2 separate regions of the Mus musculus genome follow, and region 1 is linked to region 2. Evidence: chromatin contacts called from public HiChIP or PLAC-seq data. All regions are on one chromosome and are shown on one strand. The core of a region is the stretch at or near the end of the contact, and the rest is flanking DNA. Distances in the headings are between cores, read along the strand shown. Region 1 holds the start of Eps8 (epidermal growth factor receptor pathway substrate 8). Region 2 overlaps Ptpro (protein tyrosine phosphatase, receptor type, O).

Region 1 (5,720 bases), core at 714-3,213, 220 kb after region 2:
CCGGGTAACGCTGGATGAGCACACAAAATGAACTCTTTGCCTCTGACCACAAATAAGCAAAGTGTTCAAAATTAAACACCAGTTTCCTGTTAGGGGATTAAAACAATCATTTGCCAATTATAATGATACTCAATGACACTGGAAAGTGAAAGTTACAAAGTAGACGTCCCAATTCAGAGAGCAACACTTGGCTCAGAATAGTAGGATTTAAAAGATACTTTCTTCTCCTCTCTCTCTCTCTCTCTCTCTCTCTCTCTCTCTCTCTTTTCCTGCTATGAAGGAAGTGAATGACTTGCGGAATTTTACAAAGTCTTAGTCTCCTATGGTGCGGGAAGGGCTTTCTACACACACAAGCTTACTAGCTTGTGGCTCACTGTACCCAGCCGGCTATGTGATGAGTCTACAGAGAAGCTTAACTTTCAGGTGGTGCGAGCTCATCACTCACAGATTTCCCACCCCAGCAAACTAAGAACTACAGCAGCGTGCCCCAAACCCTCCAATCCCCAATTTAAAAACAAAACAAGAAGGAAATCTTTACTAGGTGAGGCGAGATGTCATTGGCTTTCATTTCAATAGACTCACTGTCCCAAGATCTACAATTCTACACAATGAGCGCAGCCGTTCCAAAACCCAGGGAGCCTTAGAATGGCATCCTTTCAAGAGCGAGAAATTAGAAACAGCCCGCAACACAGACACTTTGACGATTTTTTTTAAACATAAAAAAAGTCTTCCAGGAATCGTAATTCCACCTCCTCCCCAAAGTGGCAAAACCAAATAAAACTTCAAAGTACCCACACGTGTCTGAACCAAGTTGGATCTGAACTATCTTATTCGCTTTTTCGTCTCTTTCTCTTACTGTCTGAGGCAAGAAGGGAAACCTTTAGAAGAAAAGCAGCCATGCATTCGCTGAAACACTGGCTCAGGAAGACCTCCTCTTCTAATGCCTCGCTGCTCCAAATGTCTATGGATTTTAAGCCCAAACCCTAGGGCGTCCTGCCCCGGCGAGATGCCAACAGCACTTGGGGGCTACAGGAGGAGGATTTGAACAACATGGCTCAGAGAACCGGGCAAAGATTTTTGCATGTGTATTGTAGTCATTGAAAGGAAGGAAGGGATGAGACCCCGGGGCGCCTTCACTGTCTCTCTCGGTGGGTGTGGAGCCCTCCGAAGCACTACTGACAGCCATAGAGAGGCCATCTTCCTAAAAGTAAAATGGTGTTGGAAAGTGATCCAGAATTCACAACTATTCAAACACAGCGAGCTACCTCAACTGGAGGGTGTATACCAGGGCGGGTCCACATCTCAAACAGGTTTCCTAAGGGGTCCCCACTTGAGCTGGGTGAGAGGCGCTCCGAAAGCCCTGCATCTAAGACGTTAGGGCGGGGTGGGAGTCCAGGTGTGCGGAACTCAGGTACGCCCGCGCAGCCCAGGGGAGCGCGGGGTCTCTCGGGGGACCTCGGCGACCACCCGGGCGGAGGAGGCCGCGGGGGGATCGGGTCTCCTGGCTTCGGGGTGCGCGGAGCGGGCGCGGGGACGCGCTAGGGCGGCAGCGCCGCGCACACCTGGCCGCCGACACACCAGTTGCAAAGGGTCCAAGTGAACCGCAGCGGCCGCTGAGCCTGGCACCACTCCGGTGACGGCTCACAAAGACCCTTATGGGAAAGCGAGAGGGAGCCCATGCCGCGGGAATCCCACCCGGGGAGCCGCACTGATGTTCGGGGGGCTCTTACCTAGGATCCGCCCTCCGAGCAGCCGCGCTCCTCAGGGAGTGCCACGACCTCCCTAGACGCGAGGGAGGTGACGGAGGGAGAAAGATCCCGGAGCTGGAGCGCCCGCCGCGCCCCGCTGCAGACACGCCGCTGGGGCTTGCCCCGCGCCCTGCGCCCTGCGCCCTGCGCCCAGCGCCCCGGGAGCCCGCTTCGCCCGCCGCCCGGGCCGTGTGTGCGCGCCGCTCGCTCCCGGACACAGCCAGCGCGCGCCGCGCATGCCCAGCAGCGAGCCGGGAACGCGCGTTGCCCCGCGCGGCCGGGAGAGGGCTCCGTTTGCAAGATCTTGAGGACAGTTGAGTCTCTAGTAGACCCTAGGGCTCTGGATAGAATCTCAAGGGCTTCATCCCACAAGGCGAGCACGGCACCCCGCAGGGGAGACCCGGGATCCCAGCCTCAGAGTGGTGTCTACAATTCCTCAAGTGAAATGACCTAGGTCTGCAGAGCACAGCCGGGGGGGGGGGGGGGGGGGATGCCGCAGGCGGAAAGAGCGCTCAGGTGACCGCGGCCAGATCCTGCCACACAACTGATGACTAGTGTTAATCTGGGAGTTACTGCCCTACTCAACTACCAAGAAGAGGTATTCCCCAGCCTCTGACCTGTGACCTGTGTCCATTGGTCTGCTCCTGTACCATCTCTCTTCAACCAAAGCAGTATGCAAGTGGTACCCAAGGGCTTCACTGGTTTAGAGAGACTACAATACTCCAGTCCCTGGATATAGCCAGCAAGCCCAGACCTGTCTCACCAGGCGTCCTGGATCCCATTTTTCATAGGAGCTCCTGCCAAGAGTCTGGTGTAGTTTCAAGTATGGGAGACTCTTTAGTCCAGTAATAACTACTCACCACTGCTCAGTGCTCCTTGGCTCGATCACTGAAGCCACAAAATAAGGATCTGCCAGTCTTCTCTTCTGAACCTGGCATTTTCTTACCTTCTACAATACCTCCGTTGTCACAGCTACGCCCCCAGACACCCTGGCCCTTCTAACTTCCAAGGCAATTGACTTCCAAAGAAGCCAAGGCAGACTATTAAACAAAACTTGGCTTAAATAGCTGGGCCTACCTGCTTTGCGAGGCAAGCAAAAGCTCATTCAAGAGACCGTGAATTAGCAGGCCAAGATGGAGACTAAAAGGGGGCAGTGATGGGTTTTATGATTAAGTTCGGTCTACTGCCTTCATCCAGAATCTTCCTCCATCCAACATTCCCAACAGACTGACATCCACTTGAGCATGTCCAGTGTTCGAAATAGCTGGTTTTGATAGATGGTATAGAAAACTAGGATTGTTAATTGACAATCTCTGCCAGGAGCTACAAATTTTACTTTACACCATCTCTAACCCTTAAAATGAATCACCGCTTTAGAAAATTGGGAAAATGTTATTCAGAATTTTCTTTTTGCCAAAGCCAATAGTGACATTAGGATTGAAATCCAGGTCTGCCTACTCCACAGCTTACATACATAGATTTATATACTCAGATCAACTCTCCTTCAACTGTAGACTGGGAAAGATGGACCCTGAGGACTGACATGAAATTAATCTTGCTCCTTACAGATATTGTAAGACTTGAAATAGTAGAAGCAGGTTAACAAATAACCAACATAGTAGAAGCAGGTTAACAAATAACCAACAGAACCTTCTGCTAGTTATTTTGAGACATGCCCTCAAAATGTTTTTCCTTTGACTGGTCCTCAAATGGCAGAGAAATCTGTCAAAACCATTCTTTTCTGACTCAAATGAGCTTTAGGGTTTTTTTTTTTTCTCTGAAATTACACACACACACAGAGACGCTCGGCAAGAAACTAAAATCATCACTGACCCTTTGACCCAAGAAACCCTCCCAGCAAGACATCCCAAACCCATATCTGGTTTTCTTTTGGCAAGTGGACTGCCTAGAGTCAAACAGAAGAGGCCTGGATAAAGTGAACTTCACATGAACTGTATGTTCGACCTTAATACTCTCTGTAATTCTATATTGTTCAACCTTAATTTTCCCTTTAAATTTTATCTTTGTATTAGGGTATAATTTCATAGAAATATTAGCTGTCAACATAACCTTAAACTATAAGTTTGATGTATAGGTCTTATTTGTTTCATTTGAGTAATTTGGATTATAATCTGCTAAGACTCAATGTCAAATTTTCCTGTTTAAATTTTTTAAACAGATTTCTATTTCTTCTCTCTCTCTCTCTCTCTCTCTCTCTCTCTCTCTCTCTCTCTCTCTCTCTCTCTCGTGCGTGCATGAATGTGAGTGTGTAGATGTGCCATGGCATGCCTATAAAGATTAGAAGAAAAATTTTCAGACTCAATTCTTAATTCTCTCCTTACACCATGTGGGTCCCAGGAACTAAACTCAGGATATTGGTAGTAAGTTCTGTCACCTGCTGAGCCATCATAACAGCTTGGTTTAGCTCTTTAGAGTGCTATCATATATGTTTTTATTGACTGAAGACCTCACTTATTGTTAGGCATGTTTGGCACATGCCTATAATTGCAGCACTTAGAAAACACAGCCACAGAGATTAGGAGTTCAAAGCCACCCTTTGTTATATAGCAATTTCAAGGTTAGCCTAAGCTTTATAAGAGCTCTTCTCTTCGATCAAAAGGAAAAAACTCACTTGTTAATGGCATATGGAAAAAATGTAGAGGAGAATAAACAGAAATACATCAAATAGATGAGCATCCCAAGTGTTGATTGCGCTTACAGCTGGGTATAAAAGCTACATTCCAAAAGTTTCATTTCAAATGTTTCAAAATAGATAGAAGAGATGATTTTAAGTAATTTCATCACAAATATATGGCACATATATGAGGTAGTATATGCTAAACACTGGACTCAGTTAATACATTGAAGTATACATCTACCAAAATATACAAATGCTAAGAACACATTTTTTTTTCAAGTTACAAAAGAAATGGCAGAAATTTTTTTTTTCTTATTGTGTAAATTTTTAATGGCAAAACTTTATCGGGGGAGTTTAGTACTCTTCAAATTTCTTTAAATATTCCTCCATAATTCCACCATATAACCTGATACAGGACTATCACTTAAGAACCACTATGTGAAGACCTATAGCCTATCCACCTGTATACACACATGTACCTATGTATGTGTGGTATGTATGTGTGCATGTGTTTGTGGTATGATTATTTTAAACTCAGGCCTGGAGCATGCATGGCAAGTGTTTTAGTTGAACTGAAATCCCAGCCCAGTTCTGAGTTGTGAACACACATAATACAAAACATGTCTCTGGACAGATGTAGGAGAGAGGCACTATAGTTTAGAACATGGTTGCTGTATCTGATCTCAATCTCCTAAGTACGATCTGGTAGCCAAGTGCTCTCCCCATGCCTGTGGCCACCACTGCCCATATCATTTGTCACTTGAAAGAGCACACCAAATGCTTAGGTCATTTGACCTCTTCACACTTAGAGCTGCTTGGGCTTCTTGCCTCTTATTTTGTGGTAGTTGTTTATGTTTCTTGTTTGTTATGGTTCTTCATGTGCATTTGTGTTCTTAGACGCTGTTATGTTTAGCCTTCAAAGGCTTCGAAGCTAAAGCTTCAGATTGCTTCAGTGTAACACCTAGATGTGTAAAGGATGCTGGGAAGCTAAGTGTCACTGACAGATCATTGTCCTGTGTATCTTCTGCCTCACCCATTAGACTCCACTAGTCAAAACTAAATGCACATACATTTCTTACACATGAGAGAAACAGTTTTATTTTTGGCTATCTGTTTTTGTTTGTAGTAGTCAATAATCTGTTTACCACACAAGAGAAATTTTTTGAAATGCTACAAGCAAATTATTTCTGGGGAAAACTTCACTTCATTATCCTTGAATTTCCCATACATTAATGTCTGTTAAATGAAATTCATAGAGAATGAGTACAAGACATATAAGAAAAACTTATCAAAGTGACTGGCTGCAAAAATAGACAATGACTGGATTTATGCTT
Region 2 (6,046 bases), core at 3,247-5,746:
TCCTAATAACAAGGGAACAGTTTAGAAGTGTTAGATCCAGCTTTAAGACAAATGCCTCACTACAGCAACCCACAGCAGAGAAAGCAGCTCTAACAAAGCCTGTTAGACATGCAAGTCCATCTATAGCTGGTATTTTGGAAAGAGAAAAGACTTAAAGTGGGAACTCCCCTGAAATAGGGCTTGTTCTGCCTGGGTTCTTGCCAGATGTCTATTCCCCAGTGGCCCCATGGCAGATTCCTCACTTTCGTCCCTTAACCATGGGTCTCTTAAGTTTTCATGGTTCTGCTGAGGAGGAGGTGGAAGGTGAAGCTTTGCGCACATTAGGCAGGCCACTAAGCTATATCCCAGCCATCCTTGGCTCATGTGGACCAGCCAAGCATGTCAGTATGTTTTATGAACTACCATGTGTTTATGGGCAAGAATCATCGTTTCTATACATTCTGATGTAAAACGCTAGAGTTTAGAAGAAGTCCCAAGAACTATGATCTACTAAAATTTTAGTATAAATGATTGTTACAAATTAGCCTACCAGGTAGATTAGCTTGTCAACAGCTTTAACCAAATCCCTAACCCATGCTGTGTAGTTGGGAATGGGATATGGATCTGCAGACAGAGGGAAAAGCTGAACATGTAACAAGACTAAGGCATAGGCTAGATGTGTAGACCCTGCCCAAATGGAAAGGCTGGGTTTACAGGAGAAAAGACAGCTTCAGTAGATACAGAAAACACCTAGAGGCTCCTAGATTTACTCTTCATGTAATTCCTAGTGTTTAGGAAGTCTATGAATATACACCCTTTCTAAAAATTTATTACCAGCTGGCAGCCTTAATTAAGGAATATAGGAACAGTGAGAGCTCACTCCAGAAAAGTGAAACTTTGGTTTTTGCTTAGAAAAGCTCACAGGTGTGGTGTCAACCAATTGCACAGGTGTGGGGTCAACCAATTACACAGATGCGGTGTTAACCAATTACACAGGTGTGGTGTTAACCAATTACACAGGTGCGGTGTCATCCAATTACACAGGTGTGGGGGTCAACAAATTAAACAGGTGTGGGGGTCAACAAATTAAACAGGTGTGGGGGTCAACAAATTACACAGGTGTGGTGTTGATCAATTACACAGGTGTGGTGTTGATCAATATTCCACCCATAACGTTGATTTTGAAGCGTTCTTTTCTTTGTGTTTCACAAAGCCCCGTTCAGCTGGATGACTTCGATTCTTACATCAAGGATATGGCCAAGGACTCGGACTATAAATTCTCTCTTCAGTTTGAGGTGAGTGGCGAGGCATTTTCTCCCTTCTGTGATTGGCAGGCTGTGGGAAGGGTCAGGTTTGCATGGGGACCATTTCCCCACTCAGTGGGTAGAGCATGTGATGCATAGTCTGCTAAGGGAGGAAGGCTGGCGATGTCAGAGCCACCTGAACTCCTAGGCTAGATCACAGAGCCTCTGCCATTGGCAAGAAGGGGAGAGCACAGAGAGCTCAACTGCGGGAGGAAAAGAAGAGGAGCGGGTTCAAAGGTGAGGAGATGGGACCAGGAGGCGCCATCTTTGAAAAATCAAGCACAGTCGGGAGGATGGAGGATTAAAAGCAAACTGATGCCTGGCATCAAAGTTACCTTCCAGGGACTTTGCTGTTCCCAGGTGACATGGACCATAGACTGCAGACGGCAATCAGGGTGGGTGGCGGGCATCCATCCCTGTATTTCCTAGGTGCGTGATAGCCGAGAGCAGGGTGCTCGTTAAGCTAGGGTTCCAAGCAATGCTGTGGAATGCATGTTGCCCTTTGGCTTTTCTTTCTTTTGAAACCTGGGGGGGCGGGGGGGGGGGAGTTGCTCATGATTTGTGCAGACAAAGGAGGACACCGACCACGCTCCCTTCCCGGGAAGCACACGCTGAGTATCAGACCATGTGCCGCCACAAGCAGAAATGAGCTGATGGGTAGAAGAGACTGGGTCCTTGCTTTGCCTCACTGTGGCTCCTGGCTCTCAGCATGCCTCAGGCTCCACGGCATCTGCACTGACCCGTGATCCGGGATAAACGGGAAGACGGCGATGTTTCTAAGTTTGGTAGTTTTCTTTTTAAGCCTACATTCTCTTTCCCATTAAAGTGGCTGGTTTTATCTAATTTATTTTTTCCATATCCTTTTTTTTTTTTTCTTCACCACCCAAGAACCGCTTTAGTGAACAGAGCCCAGCAATATTCTAACTGAGGACATTCTTTCAGGGAGTTTGGGGGTAAAAAGAATCTGCAAATGTTTACCTTCTTTTTTGATATAGTAAAAAATACTTTACTATGAGTGTGTGTGTGTGCACGCACGCGTGTGTGTGTGTGTGTGTGTGTGTGTGTATGTGTGTGTGTGTGTGTGTGTGTGTGTTTATACACATGCCATAACATGTATGTAGATAAGAAGGCAACTTCCACAAGTCAGCTCTCCCCTTCATCATTTGGGGCCCAATGAGCCAGCTCAGGTCATCAGGGTTGGTAGCAAGAACCATCATCCACCAAGCCTTCTCACTGACCTGTGGATCTTATTCATTGCCAGATGCAAAGCCCCCTAACTACCACCTGTCTTCATAAATCTCACATAAAGCCTGGCCAGTTACCTATTCCTGCTGGTGCCTATGAGATTACCAATGTCACCTCCCCCCTCAGTGTTACATCTCAAATAACAGAAATTCAATTGCATTTGGGGGTCTACAGTAAGGATGACATTTCAGAAAATATGTCACTGGGAGAAAGAAAATTTTAAAATATTAATAATAAGCCCAAATTCTGTAAAAATGAACAGCCGGATGACTATAGTGGTAGAGATGAAAATAATGGTATGTGATTTGGCCACACCTTTCTGTGTGATAAAAAAAAAAATACCCTGGAAAAAAAACAAATTAGGAAAGAGAGGAGTTTTCCACCCACAGCTTTCCTTTGGGGAAGGCAGCAGAACCATGGGTATAGAAGGCTGGGTATAGAAGAAGCAGAGAGACAAAGGAAGTGGGGACCAGGCTGTAGCATTTCACAAAGCTGGTCCCTGTGGATATACATCTTCCAGCAAAGCTCACCCTCCTCTCAGACAGCACCACCAGCTAGGACCAAGTGCTCAGACCAGAGCCCTCTGGGGAGCCTTCATCATCAAGCTACCATAGATGCTGTGAACGGTGGAGCTGAAGTCCAGAGCCTGTGCTGGGGACTTGCAGTTTAGGCCATCAAATCAGAGTTTAAACATTACTGTGTCTCAGAATTGTATACTCCTTTTGAAGTTCAGGACCATTTTTCTGGTTTGAAAATAGAGAGAATGCTTTTATGGTAATGGGAACATAATTCTAATCAGCTCTTACCTAAGTAAAGAAGGCTTTATTGAAAGGACATTAATGTATCTCCTGTAAGAAAGTTTAGTAGCTAAACCTTCCATGGGTTTCAGGGATGGCTGGAAGTTCAAGCCAGATCCCCGAGAAAGCCCCTTCATTTCTCACTTCTGCTCCCCCTGGTCCTGCCTTTGCTGTCTTCCACTGCAAGGCAACTTCTTTTTACTACTAAAGAAGGAAGGGCCACATGAGATCTTGCAAGCAACCTAATTGACTAAATTGCCCTAAATGAGGGACAGCCATGTTCCTGGACACAGCCATGTTCCTGGACAAAGGTGGAACACTGCAAGAGCCAAACCATAAGCAATGTATGTACTAGCCTCAACGCTAAATGTTCAATTGACCATGTGCCTGGCTTTTTTTTTTAATGCATTCAATGTATATATGAACATTTTAATTTAGCTCATAACATTTGTGTTTGCATGTAAGGATTTCTATATATTTGGCCACTAATAAGTCAATACTGGGGGGGGGGGGCAGGAAGACTTCTCAAACCTCAGTTTCTTTACCTATAAGATGGGTAGGTTGAACTAAACTAATGATTTCCCACTGAGCAAGAGCTGACCAGTTCCTAAGGAGGGTAGTGATGTGTGGGTGGCTTTGGGTGGAGGCTACTAACTGTTTAATGAGAGAAGAGCAGAGGAATGAAATTCTCCTCAGGGTGTACAATCAGGAATTGTCTTCGGCTAGTTGAACTCCTGAGAAAAACACTGGGCATCATGTAGAGCACGGGTCAGCAGGGTTTGCCATGCCTGTCTATTACGGTTCTCCAGAAACCCAATGGGATGTGTGTGTAGAAGCAGTGGTGTTATAGAGAGAGTGGGTTGTCTTAATGAACTTGCTTACGGAGACTGGAAAGTCTAGGCCACAGGGCGGGCTGTCCAGCTGGTGAACCACGGAAAAGTTGAGACTGCAGTCCTGAGTCTGAAGGCAGGAGGGAGCAGAAGTCCCTCCTCCGTGAGGAATTTGTTTTCCCTCTTAATTCAATCAATTGATTGGATAAGGCCTCCCTTTGTGCAAATAGTAATCTACTGAGTCCATTGAGTCCATCATACCCTCATTCACCACGTTCATAACGAGCTCTCGTCTGCTGTGTGGTCGGGCACCTGGGCACTACAGCCTAGCCAAGCAGACGTATAAATGCAGTCTTTGTTTCCTTCCCCCTGACAGCCTGTCTCGCTCAGACTAGCATTGGCTCAGCCAAGGGCCCACACTGGCTGGGTTTCCTTTCTCCCTGACAGTCTGCAGTCGATTCTCAGATCTTCACAGCCCACAGTGCCTCAGATTGAGGGGTTTTCTTCACAGTTTTCCAGGAAGTATTTACTCCTGACTGCGCTCTGTGTATACGCCCGACTTAAACACAACAGGCTTCAGATTTTCTATGATTTTTTTATATTCATAATTATTGCAACAGAACAGGAAAAATGCTTCTAGTTATAACAGTACCCCCCAAGAAGGTATAGGATGCCTGAATCACTTGAGTGTAGCTAAGCCTAGTAGCTGAAACAGGTTTTTGTTCATATGAACGCTAATACAACTTCTATTCATTTCCATACTAACACTGAAAGATCAAACGTGTATTGAGAAATTGCATCATTTGTAATCATTATGCAAATTGAAGATAATGTCTGGATTTACATATATTACCAATACAGCTATAAGTCATGCATGAAGCTATATGGCTTTCTACTTCGTATTCACTGAATAAATTCCCTCCATATTCGGTATATGACTGGGAAGCTGTGAGAAAGATTGATGAGTCTTCTGACAGAAATATACATCTTCCTTTAAGGAGGTTGGGAACTGGTAAGAGGACAGCTTCATTTCTGATGTTTCTGATAAGAAAGCGTCTATAGAACCAGACCTCAGAGCTTGAGGTGGGAACATTCCATGTAGCCCTTGCTTTCCCGTTGATTGCTGGCATTTTGGAATTAATTAAAACACAGGTGGAGGCCCTCACGCTCTTTGTTCAGAAATATGACTATACATACAACTGTGCAGCATCCTACAACTTGTACAAGTGACTCTTCTCGATAGTGATGCCACCTCAGCCTGCCTCTTACATCACCTCAAATCCCCCCATCACTTGGGGTTACAAGAGCTTTGCTCCCAGCCTTGACTTTTCCCTCTTATCCCCTCAGTCCTAGAATTTGATCTTTTCCTAAGAGCCTCTCCTAGCACTGCGGCATTGGTTTGTGTACCATCCCTAATGAGTTGCATCTTGGTCTCCCCATCCTTGAGAGCTACTGTAGACATCCAGGGGGTTGATATCTTTTATCTCTACCCTTCTACTACCCACCCATCAGACTCCCGTCTGCACTGTATGCTTTCCTCGAGGTTTGTGTGATGCATCAAATTCTGTCCACACATAACTGCCGAGGTCCCATTGTCTACCTGCCACAGGATGATATCTCATTCTCAGATAGGACCATGATAGATGGAGATAGTTAAAATGGCCAAAGGTTAAGAGATCATACTATATGCGGCTGAGCTGTAGGTGAATGTCCAATTAGAAGCTAATGAAAACGAACGAGATATCCTCACCACAGCCATCACAGAAGGGGCGTGGTCCTGCTGATACCTGGGGTTTTGATTTGTGCACTCCAGAGCTAGGAAACAATAAATTTGTTTGGTGTTAAGTCACCATATTTGGGTCGCCATCTTGGTTCCGGGACTCCGCAGAAC

What was found. HiChIP or PLAC-seq counts read pairs in DNA pulled down with a chosen protein or histone mark.
Region 1: an H3K4me3 HiChIP or PLAC-seq map of stem cell-derived neural progenitor cells shows a contact between it and region 2, with 49 read pairs. The contact joins the promoter of Eps8 here to the enhancer-like site in region 2. A contact is called at or near these places in 9 of 39 promoter capture datasets (the C10 cell line, the HPC-7 cell line, HPC-7-derived erythroid cells and 5 more), 1 of 15 datasets of contacts at CTCF or cohesin (CD8 T cells), 4 of 484 Hi-C or Micro-C datasets (bone marrow-derived macrophages, embryonic stem cells and morula), 16 of 115 datasets of contacts at active chromatin or transcription factors (craniofacial prominence, embryonic basal ganglia, embryonic forebrain and 7 more) and 3 of 9 other capture datasets (embryonic stem cells, liver and pancreatic islet).

What each region holds. Positions count from the first base shown.
Region 1 is chr6:137,647,322-137,653,041 of GRCm38.p6, forward strand. Eps8 (epidermal growth factor receptor pathway substrate 8) reads right to left here and starts at 1,964. Exons shown (of 22, transcript NM_007945.3): 1 at 1,731-1,964.
Region 2 is chr6:137,429,480-137,435,525 of GRCm38.p6, forward strand. Ptpro (protein tyrosine phosphatase, receptor type, O) reads left to right here. Exons shown (of 27, transcript NM_011216.3): 19 at 1,193-1,274. Among named protein-coding and RNA genes, the nearest start is that of Gm52924, 160 kb to the left of the region's middle. Within about 2 kb of position 4,497, at least 40 of the 459 cell types and tissues checked have an H3K27ac peak or open chromatin away from gene starts, as enhancers often do. A contact at or near this core is called in embryonic limb bud, neural progenitor cells, oligodendrocyte precursor cells and 1 more, where this site is marked.